Regions from separate parts of the Mus musculus genome. Here region 1 is linked to region 2. The links are chromatin contacts, called in public HiChIP or PLAC-seq maps. All regions are on one chromosome and are shown on one strand. The core of a region is the stretch at or near the end of the contact, and the rest is flanking DNA. Distances in the headings are between cores, read along the strand shown. Region 1 has its middle 20 kb from the start of Cst3. Region 2 has its middle 24 kb from the start of Gm46770.

Evidence for each region. HiChIP or PLAC-seq counts read pairs in DNA pulled down with a chosen protein or histone mark.
Region 1: an H3K27ac HiChIP or PLAC-seq map of bone marrow-derived dendritic cells shows a contact between it and region 2, with 4 times the contacts expected there. The contact joins two enhancer-like sites. A contact is called at or near these places in 2 of 484 Hi-C or Micro-C datasets (both in embryonic stem cells) and 1 of 115 datasets of contacts at active chromatin or transcription factors (bone marrow-derived dendritic cells).

Annotation. Positions count from the first base shown.
Region 1 is chr2:148,893,513-148,898,176 of GRCm38.p6, reverse strand. No RefSeq gene overlaps it. Among named protein-coding and RNA genes, the nearest start is that of Cst3, 20 kb to the right of the region's middle. Within about 2 kb of position 2,401, at least 8 of the 459 cell types and tissues checked have an H3K27ac peak or open chromatin away from gene starts, as enhancers often do. A contact at or near this core is called in bone marrow-derived dendritic cells, where this site is marked.
Region 2 is chr2:148,583,751-148,589,011 of GRCm38.p6, reverse strand. No RefSeq gene overlaps it. Among named protein-coding and RNA genes, the nearest start is that of Gm46770, 24 kb to the right of the region's middle. Within about 2 kb of position 3,096, at least 29 of the 459 cell types and tissues checked have an H3K27ac peak or open chromatin away from gene starts, as enhancers often do. A contact at or near this core is called in bone marrow-derived dendritic cells, where this site is marked.

The DNA of each region.
Region 1 (4,664 bases), core at 1,152-3,651, 310 kb before region 2:
GTTTTCTAGGATAGTGAGAAGTGGTTGAACCTTGATGATTATGTAGAGACAAGTTAATCCCCAGCTCTTTTGATTAGACACTGCAGTTTCTTCCTTCATCCATAGCACCATTATGGAGGGCCCCAGTGTTCTCTGACCACATGTTTGGGCATAACCTGTTGTTCTTCCCAGAAAGCTGTGAGTGAATGGAGTGATAGCCTGACGACTTTTGCACTCAGTGTGGTTCAGACCATACCTCTTCCTCCCCACACCCTTATCATGAGATTATTTTCCTTCACTCAATCTATAGAACCTATCTTTATAGAAAGTGTCCCTTATATTTTAATGTAGTCACACCGGATTGTTATTCAGTTTACTTATTTAGCATAACCTCCATCTGCTGCCAAGCATGCACCTATAGCCTCATGGGGTGTTCCCTATGATCGGCTGACTGAAGAAGAGAAGACTAGGGCCTGGTTTACTGATGGCTCTGCACATTACAAAGGCACCACCCAGAAATGGACAGCTGCAGCATTACAACCCCTTTCCGGGACAACCCTGAAAGCCACAGGTGAAGGGAAATCTTCACAGTAGGCAGAACTTCGGGCAGTACACATGGTGTAACTGTTTGGAAGAAGAAATGGCCAGATGTACAATTATTCATTGACTCATGGGCTGCAGCCAATGGATTGGCTGGATGGTCAGAGACTTGGAAAGATCATGATTGGAAAATTGGTGAGAAAGACATCTGGGGAAGAAGTATGTGGATAGATCTCTCCAAATGGGCAAAGGATGTGAAAATATTTGTGAACCATGTAAATGTTCACCAAAAGGTGACTTCAGCTGAGGAGTAGATAAGATGACCCACTCTGTGGACAGTCAGCCTCTTTCCCCAGCCATCCCTGTCATTGCTCAATGGACACATGAACAAAGTGGACATGGTGGCTGAGATGGAGTTTATGCTTTGCCTCAGCTATGCTTCCACTCACCAACGCTGACCTGGCTACAGCTGCTGCTGAATGCCAGATCTGCCAACAGCAGGTTCCTCACGGAGAGTTATGTATGCTTGATTGTGTACAAGGCATCAAGTTAATTATAACCAGGAAAGTTTACAGTGAATTGTACTGGGCTGAAATGTGCATAAAACTCAGGGTCAGACTCCCAAAATTTGAACCAACCCCAGCTGCTTAGTCACGCTGAGTCAAATTACCTTTTTAGCTCCTGCAGATCACTACTCTGCTGACCATGGTGGTCGTAGAGACATACGCCAACCCACCACAACTCACTAGTCAGGTGAGGCTTTCAGAGGGACCACTTACTTGAAACAGGAACATTCTAGGACAAAGGCTACAAGGTCAAGTATGATTTTTTTTTTCTGGGAACACAGAAGACATGTGTAGACATTGTCAGAAAATCGCTACCAGACTTTGGTTTAGGCCCTTCCATCTACTTTCAACCCTTCCTGGAAACCCAGAAGTTCTTAAAAGTTTACAAGAAGAGTGAAGGCCCAGGTCTGTCACTGGAATTATAAACCTAGAGTCTATATTTGGAGGAGTTTCTAATCCTGGGTCTTTCTGTTGGAAGTGCTCAGAACATTTTGTAAGTATCAGTTATCTACTGCTGCATATGAAACCACTCCAAAATTAGTGGTTTAAAGTAACAGAATTTGTTGTTTTACAGTTTCTCACAGCCCTGCAGCTGTCAGGGTGGCTTTTCTTCTGCTCTCTCCTGAGCCCATCACAGGGCTGCATTTAAGTGGCTGTTCCACCAGGGAACAGCTATCTCTTTCCTACTAGGTCACAGCTGCAGGAGGCATCGATGGTATTTCACTACATGGGGCAGCATTCCAGGAGCTGCTAGATGCAAACATGCTATACTGTCAATCTTGTAAAAGCATGTGTGTGTGTGTGTGTGTGTGTGTGTGTGTGTGTGCAGTATATACAGTATATTTACATATTCTTGGTTTATGTAAATATACTGTAATATTCACAACACAAAATCACCAAATACCGCTTTTCTCAGAATGTGTATCCATAATTAAGTTATATTACAGCGCTTATCAGATAATTCACAGGCCCTTGATTTGCCTCAGTAGGTAAAGATTATTGCTTCCAAGCTTTAGAGCCTACATTCAATCGCCAGGACACATATGGTAGAAGAAGTCAGCAACAGAATGTATGCCTTCCTATTACAAAACCCAAAACATGGCTAGTAGAACTCACTGAGAAAAAAGGTATTGATCCTAAAAGGCTCTTTCTAGGATTCAGTGTCATACTAGTAATAAAACCAAAGGTCAAATCCGGCAGAGTGCTTTTCCTCACACCCTAGTGAGAATGATTTTTGTGGTTTGGTTTGGTTTTGTGTGTAAGTGCTTTGCCTACATGTATGTCTGTGTACTGTGTATATGCCTGGTGCCCAGAGACGTCAGTAGAGAGTGTCAAATCCCTGGAACTAGAATTACATATGTTCTGGGAACTGAATCCAAGTCCTCTGCAAGATTAGCAAGTGCTTTTAACCACAGAGCCATCTCTCCATCCCCAGCCTCAACCTCAGCCCCAGCCCCAGCCCCAGCCCCAGCCCCAGCCCCAGCCCCAGCCCCAGCCCCAGCCCCAGCCCCAGCCCCAACCTCAGCCCCATCCCCAAGAATGATTTTTAACTTTTCTCCATTACTACAAACTGGGAATCTTTCTAGTATGTCACAACTTTCTTTCCTAATGTAACCACAGTGGCAGTACACATTGTCCTCATTTGATACCAGTCTTCTGAAAATCCTGAAACAAGTGACAGTGCCAGTTCAAACACAGTTCTGGGTTCCAGTGGACCTGGTCGTTGCAGGGTGTGTCCACAGCTTGTTTTCCAAAGATCCATTTGTTTCTGCTGCCCTTCACTGAATGTGAGGAACTGTGGGTGTGTCATCCACAGCTCACCTGTGTGCAGAAGCATCTTAGATATAACATGTAGGAAGGGAATCAGAGAGAAGGCAAACAGCTTACTGCAAAGGTGTTGTCTTGGGAGAAATGTACACTGGAATGTTGGGAACAGGAGGCATGGGTGTCACAGGGTTAGGTAAAGTTTTAGGTGATTCTAGGGTATCTGAAGCTGGACTGTCCCATCCAAACTGACAGTCACTGACTAAGGTCCATCTTGAAGGAGACCTGGGCTTACCTCCGGGAAAGAAGCTCCTCTTGTCGCAGACCAAGGCCTCTGGAAAGGGTTAGAGTATTCTGGGCCCAGATGCACAGCCTAGTGAGCAGCAGCAACTTGCTCTGATGGAAAGAGTGCCCCTGATGACACTAGATGGGAAACTGGCTGTTCACAAAACACCCAAACAGGGAACCTAAGTGTCACTGAGGCTACTAACTCCTGAGCCTCATTGCCCTGCCCTGAGACCTGAGAGAACTCCCTGGGAACAGTATGATGAGCAGAACATTGAAGAAAATACTGACACCAGCCTTGATCAGCACACACTTGGCTGACAACATGCAGTGCTATTGTATTTCCTCAAGTTTTCACCAGCATCTTCCCTAGGGCCTCCACCTTGAGTTCAGAGATAATACCCGTGGAGCAATACTTCGTTGCCCATGCAGGAATGTCTTTTGAATCATTTATTTTCTTGTGGAGGCGTTCTGATCCATTCTTTTTCTTCACAAGCATATCTATCCATATCAAGAGACTTGGTGGACTTCACCCAAGGTCATAAGCACACAATCACACATTGGCAATGATCCCATTAATTGTTCACTGCTACTATATATTGCTAGTCTGATCTTTCTTATCCTTTCCTTGGAGGACCAGTGTTTGGGAAAATGGAGTAAAATTGGAAAAGAAAGTGAATTCAGAGAAATAAAAACACAAAAAGAGGTACTGTTGCCACATTTAGAGTTTACAGAAGGGAGGCTGAGAAGCGCTCAAAGTTCCATTTCAGTCTCACAGTTTGCAATTAACAAACAACATGAGGTAAAAATAAAACTGTAAACGAGAAACTCTCTCTATCTAGCCACACCTACACCTCTTACTAGGCTCCCAATTTTCATCATTTAAACTCTAATAATGCCATAAAGATGTTGGGTACATAACTATATAGAACACCCAGACTCCTCACAGTTCTGATCCTTCAAGGCCAAATCCAGTTGTAACCTTCTCCTCCCTTGTATTGCTGTAGTTCTGTGATCCTAACTGCCCCAAGTCTTCCCTGCACCTGGGTCCAATTAAAAAGCACCAGGGTACATGATGCCCCTACCCATCTAGTTCCTAACAGATATAAATCTCAAACCTTCACTCAAATAAAGCAAATTTGTGTTGGGATTTTTTTTTCAGCTATGTGATAATAATGACAATATCAACAGAGCTTTCCAAGTTTCCACGTGAGTTCAGGTGTGGAGACAGATTCCAAGGAACTGGGGTAGACAGGATATATGGAAGAGGCCAAGTAAAAATGTCATACCTCCCTAGTAGAGGCTCAGGCTAGCTGAATTTGTGTAAGGACATGTCAGTATGTGTGTACAAACTCTATGTGGCTTTCTCTCTGTGCCAAGCTATCATTTTCTTTTTTTTCTTTTTTTTAATTAGGTATTTTCTTCATTTACATTTCCAATGCTATCCCAAAAGTCCCCCAACATTCCCCTACCCACCCACTCCCACTTCTTGGCCCTGGCGTTCCCCTGTGCTGAGGCATATAAAGTTTG
Region 2 (5,261 bases), core at 1,847-4,346:
GTTGTGCAGCTCACATTGTCCTTGAATTTTTAATCTCATGTCTCTACCTCTCCAATGCCGTGATTACAGATATGCACCACAAAGCCTGGCTTGAGGGTTTTGACTACATAAAAGCAATTTGAAGATCTTCTCCATCTGATGAAATGAACAGGCAGTTCCCCAAAGAAGAAAAGCAAATGGCCAACAAGTACTTTTCAAAGTGTTTAACATCCCTAGTCATCAAAGTAATGCAAATTTAACTACCTTGAGGTAATACTTCACCCTAGTCAGAATGGCTATCACCCAGAAATCTAACAGCTAGTGCTGGCAGGGATGCAGAGAAGGAACACCTACCTACTCCTAGTGAGAATACAAACTAGTACAGACACTGTGTAAATCAGTATGAAGGCTTCTCAAAATATTAAGAGTTGAATATGACCCAACTGTACCACTCCTGATCATTCATATATATATATGTATATATATCACATATATAATATATATTATATATGAATTATATAATATGAAGTTTATATATGTGTGAATTATATATGTGAAATATATATATGTGTATATATATATATATATATATATATATAAGCTTTCTGTCTAAGCTCCACCCCACAGTTACCTGGCAACAGCCAGGTAGGTCTGACCCACTATAAAAGGGGCTGCATGGCCCCTCTTCTCTCTCTTGCTCTTCCTTTCCTGCTCCTGCCCTCTTCCCATTCCCATCCCCACTCTCTTTCTACATGCTCATGGTCGGTCTCTTCTTCTTTACTCCTCTACTTCTCTACTCTCTCGTTGTCTTTCTTTGCCTCTACTACCCTCTTAACTCCCCTCCCCATGCCCTTAATAAACACTATTCTACAGTATACCGTCGTGTGGCTGGTCCATCTGGGGGAAGCGATGCCTCATCATACCCCCCCCCCCCACACACACACACTTTATCTTTTTAAAAACACAACATTGGTGCCAACAATATATATGTGAATACATACATACACACACACAAACAAAAGGTCTCTAGATCCCATCATGGAGACACTTGCACATCCATGTTTATCACTACCCTATTTATGATACCAAGGAATTGAACCACCCTAGATGTCTGTCAACAGATGACTACATACTGAAAATGCAATACGCATACACAATGGATTTTTTTCAACTGTAAATTTCTCCACAGAGAAAGTGGGAGAGGACAAAAGGACTTGGCTGACCTGAAAGCAGGAGAGAAACTAAGGCAACAAGTCAGGGACTCAGAGATAGGGACATTTACTAAAATACACTTGGTTGAAAATGTCATAATATTTAATATGGTGTTTGCTAATTTTAAAAAATGAGAAAAAGGCAAAAACCTTCTTGCTATAAAAGGTTTCCTATCATCTTCAGGGACATGTTAAAATTTGGAGAATATATATATATATATATTTACATCTGTCTTTAAAAGTTGATTATATGAAGGAATTCTGAATTACTGTTAAAAAAAAGGATTAGCAACAGTGGGGGAGAAGTGACCAGGTTGCTCACAGTGGAAGGAGTTCCCCAGCCAATGCAAACATAATCGGAGTTCAGGGAAATCCATACTGGAACATCCATGAGGTAAGACCTTGGGGCTATCAGCTGGCAAGCATTAAAATGTGTGGTGATTTCAGATCTGAGCAGGTGTGGGAAACAGCTGTTTTCCTTGGGAGAGAACAAGTAAACACAGCTACTTTGAGAAAAGACACACACTTTGATTCAGTGAGCCCACTTCTCTGCATCCATTCTAAAGAAGCAGATGAATAGAGGGCCGTGCATGAAGATGTTTAGTGGATGTTTAGTGGAAGATGTTTAGTGGAACAGGAAGTCACAGGAGGCAGGGAATGCATGAGTGTGGGGCTATCCTTTTCCCCTGGTAGGACTCTTGCTGTATTTTCAGGTACTGAAAACAAATCACTAAGTAAACAGATTATTAGAGTGCAGAAGGCTGGGGGTGTGGTTTAGCAGCAGAGCACTTGCTGAGCGTATGAAGCATACATACAAGCTCAAAAGCTTATTTTAGATCTGTGTGTGGCTCAAAGGCTCAGAGCCTGTGATTCTACTACTTGGGAAGCAGACACAGGAGGATCCCCAAATTTGAGGTCATCCAGCATTACATAGTCAAATCCTGCTTCTAACGAGAGAGGAAGCAAAAAAGAGCATTACTCATGAGCTTACATTTTGTGGAAGGCAATTACACATGTAGGTTACATGAGGGAAAGAAAAATATGGAAGGATTAGTGGGTGAATGAGGTCACAGTAAAGCAGGATCATAGGCATTTCCAACTTCTTGTGTGTGTGTGTGTGTGTGTGTGTGTGTGTGTGTGTCTGTGTGTGTGTGTGTGTCTGTTTAATTAAAAAAATTTTTTTTACAAAAGTATAGGTTATAAATGCACTTTTTCTTTTTGTTCTTTTTGAGACAGTGTCTTGCTACAAAGCCCAAGTTGGCTTCAGGTGGTCTCAAACTCAATCTTCCTGCTTCAGGTTCTTGAATATTGGGGTCACAGGTGTGTGCAAGTATGTCTAGTGTTTACTACACTTTAAACAGGTGTTATCACCTAAAAATTGCCCTGGTTACTTGGACTGATTGTAGAGCATTTGGTCCTTGTGGGAGGGGCTCTTGGCCTGAAAGGGTTGGGGTCATGGGCTCTATTCTAGATTGTTCTCCATTGTGCAATAAACTCCATAACCAAAAGCAAATTGGGGAGGAAAAGGATTATTTTTCACATGTGTGTGTTTTTATTGGTTATTTTATTTACTTACATTTCAAATGTTATCCCCATTCCTAGTTTCCCCTCCACAGATCCCCTATCCTCTCCTCCTTCCCACTGCCTCTATGAGGGTGCTCCCCCTACACCCCCTTCCTGCTCAGTGAACCTAGCATTTCCCTATCCTGGGTCATCAAGCTTTCACTGGACCAAGACACTCCCCTCCCAGTGATACCAGATAAGGCAAACCTCTGCTACATATCCAGCTGGAGTCATGGGTACCCCCTCTGTACTCTTTGGTCTGTGTGAGCTTTGGGGGTCCTGGTTGGTTGATACTCTTGTTCTTCCTATGAGGTTGCAAAACTCTTCAGCTTCTACAGTCCTTGCCCTAACTTCCCCATTGTGGTCCCTGCACTCACTCCAATGTTTGGCTGTGTACATCCGCATCTGTATTGGTCAGGAATTGGCAAAGCCTCTCAGAAGACAGCTGTATCAGGCTCCTGTCAACAACCATTTCTTGACATCTGCAATTGTGTCTGGGTTTGGTGTCTGCATGTGGAATGGATCCATAGCTAGGGCAGTCTCTGTATGCCCTTTCCTTCAGTCTCTTCTCCACTCATTGTCCCTGTATTTCCTTTAGACAGGAGCATTTCTGGGTTAAAATTTTTGGAGATGGATGGGTGGCCCCATCCCTCAACCGGGGTGCCATGCCTAACATCTGGATATGGTCTTGACAGGTCCTCCCTCCCCTTTGTGGGGTATTTCAGTTCATGTCATCCCTGTGGGGTCCTGGGAGGCTCATGCTTTCCTGGCATTTGGGACTTTCTGGTTGCTATCCCCATTTACCCATCTCCCCCCCCCCCATTGCTACACACCTCTGTTCAATTTCCTGACCTCTGTACATCTCCCCCCTTCTCCTCCCACACCTGATTCTTCCTCTTTTTCCCCTCCCCGACTTCTCTTCCTCCCAAGTCCCTCCCACCCTCTACTTCCCTTGATTATTTTGTTCCCCCTTCTAAGTAGGACTGAAGAGTCCACAATTTGATCTTCCTTCCTCTGAGCTTCATGTGGTCCATGAGTTGCATTGTGGGTATTTCACACTCTTTGTCTAATATCCACTTATCAATGAGTACATACCATGTGTGTTCTTATTTTATAATGAAATGTTCTATCGATATCTTCTAAATCCATTTGGTCCATAACTTCTGTTTCACTGTGTCTCTGTTTAGTTTCTGTTTCCATGATCTGTCCATTGATGAGAGTGGGGTGTTGAAGTCTCCCACTGTTATTGTGGGAGGTGCAATGTGTGCTTTGAGATTTAGTAAAGTTTCTTTTACAAATGTGGGTGCCCTTGCATTTGGAGCACGGATGTTCAGAATTTTGAGAGTTCTTCTTGGGAGATTTTTCCTTTGATGAATATGTAGCGTTGTTCTTTATCCTTTTTGACAACTTTTGGCTGAATAATTTTATGTGATATCAGAAAGGCTACTCCAGCTTATTTCTTGGGACTATTTGCTTGGGAAATTGTTTAAGGATTATTTTTCTTAAACTTCCAAGTCACCATCCACCAGTGAAGTCAGGGCAAAAATCTTGGAGGAGAACTGCTTACTGGTTTGCTCCCCTCTGCTTTTTTAGCCAGCTTTTTACACACGGAGAACTGCCTGCCCCAAGATGTATCATAACAGTGGGCTGGGCTCATCCACATCAACCACCAACAAAGAAAATGCCCGACAGACATGCCCACTGGCCAATCAGATCAAGACAATCCCCTAATTGAGACTCCTTTAATTACTATGGGTTGTTTCAAGTTGACCACTGAAGCTAAGTGGACAAGAGTCCTTTGGGGAATCTGAGGACAGCATACCTAAAAGAGGCTCCTCTGCCGCTTCCAGTGCCAGGGTCTTCCCTTCATTCCTGCATATAGGGGTGAAGTCAGTCATGTCTGGAAGCCTGAAGGCAACATGGGCTCTTCTATTGTCCACTGACTCAAACTCTTCATGGCCTTGAGGGCATTTGAAGTACAACAAACCCAAGGTGGTGGTAAGCATCCAGGCCAAACCCTTCCAGTTAATCCATCCCTATATCCCTGGCTACTGCCTATTGGGCATTTTAGACCCTGTTCACTCTACTCACTGGACCTCAAATCCACTAGCTCCTAGATCTGTGTCCAGAACTTAGAGGTTCTAGGCAGGAAAACCCCTCAGTCAGTGACCTCAGAAAGAGGTGTGAGCTGCAGAAGAGCATGGAGTGGTCACAGAGACTAGCCACAGCTGGTGGCATAAGAGTAGGAGCTTCCGTTGAGGTGACAGAATGGATATTTGAGACAAGGAGGAGCTGGCAGGGACAAGGCGGTATCCTGAACATCAAATCAGCACATACAAATGAGGAAAGATAAAGACACTCCTTTACCTTGATCTTTTAAATGACAGGATACATGGGATTTTGGTAGGAAGTCACTCCCTTGTGTAGACAGGATTGGATGGGAAAGATGGCTAAGAAAGGGAATATATGGATATGATGGCTACATGTGTGTTTGCTAATGTACCTCTG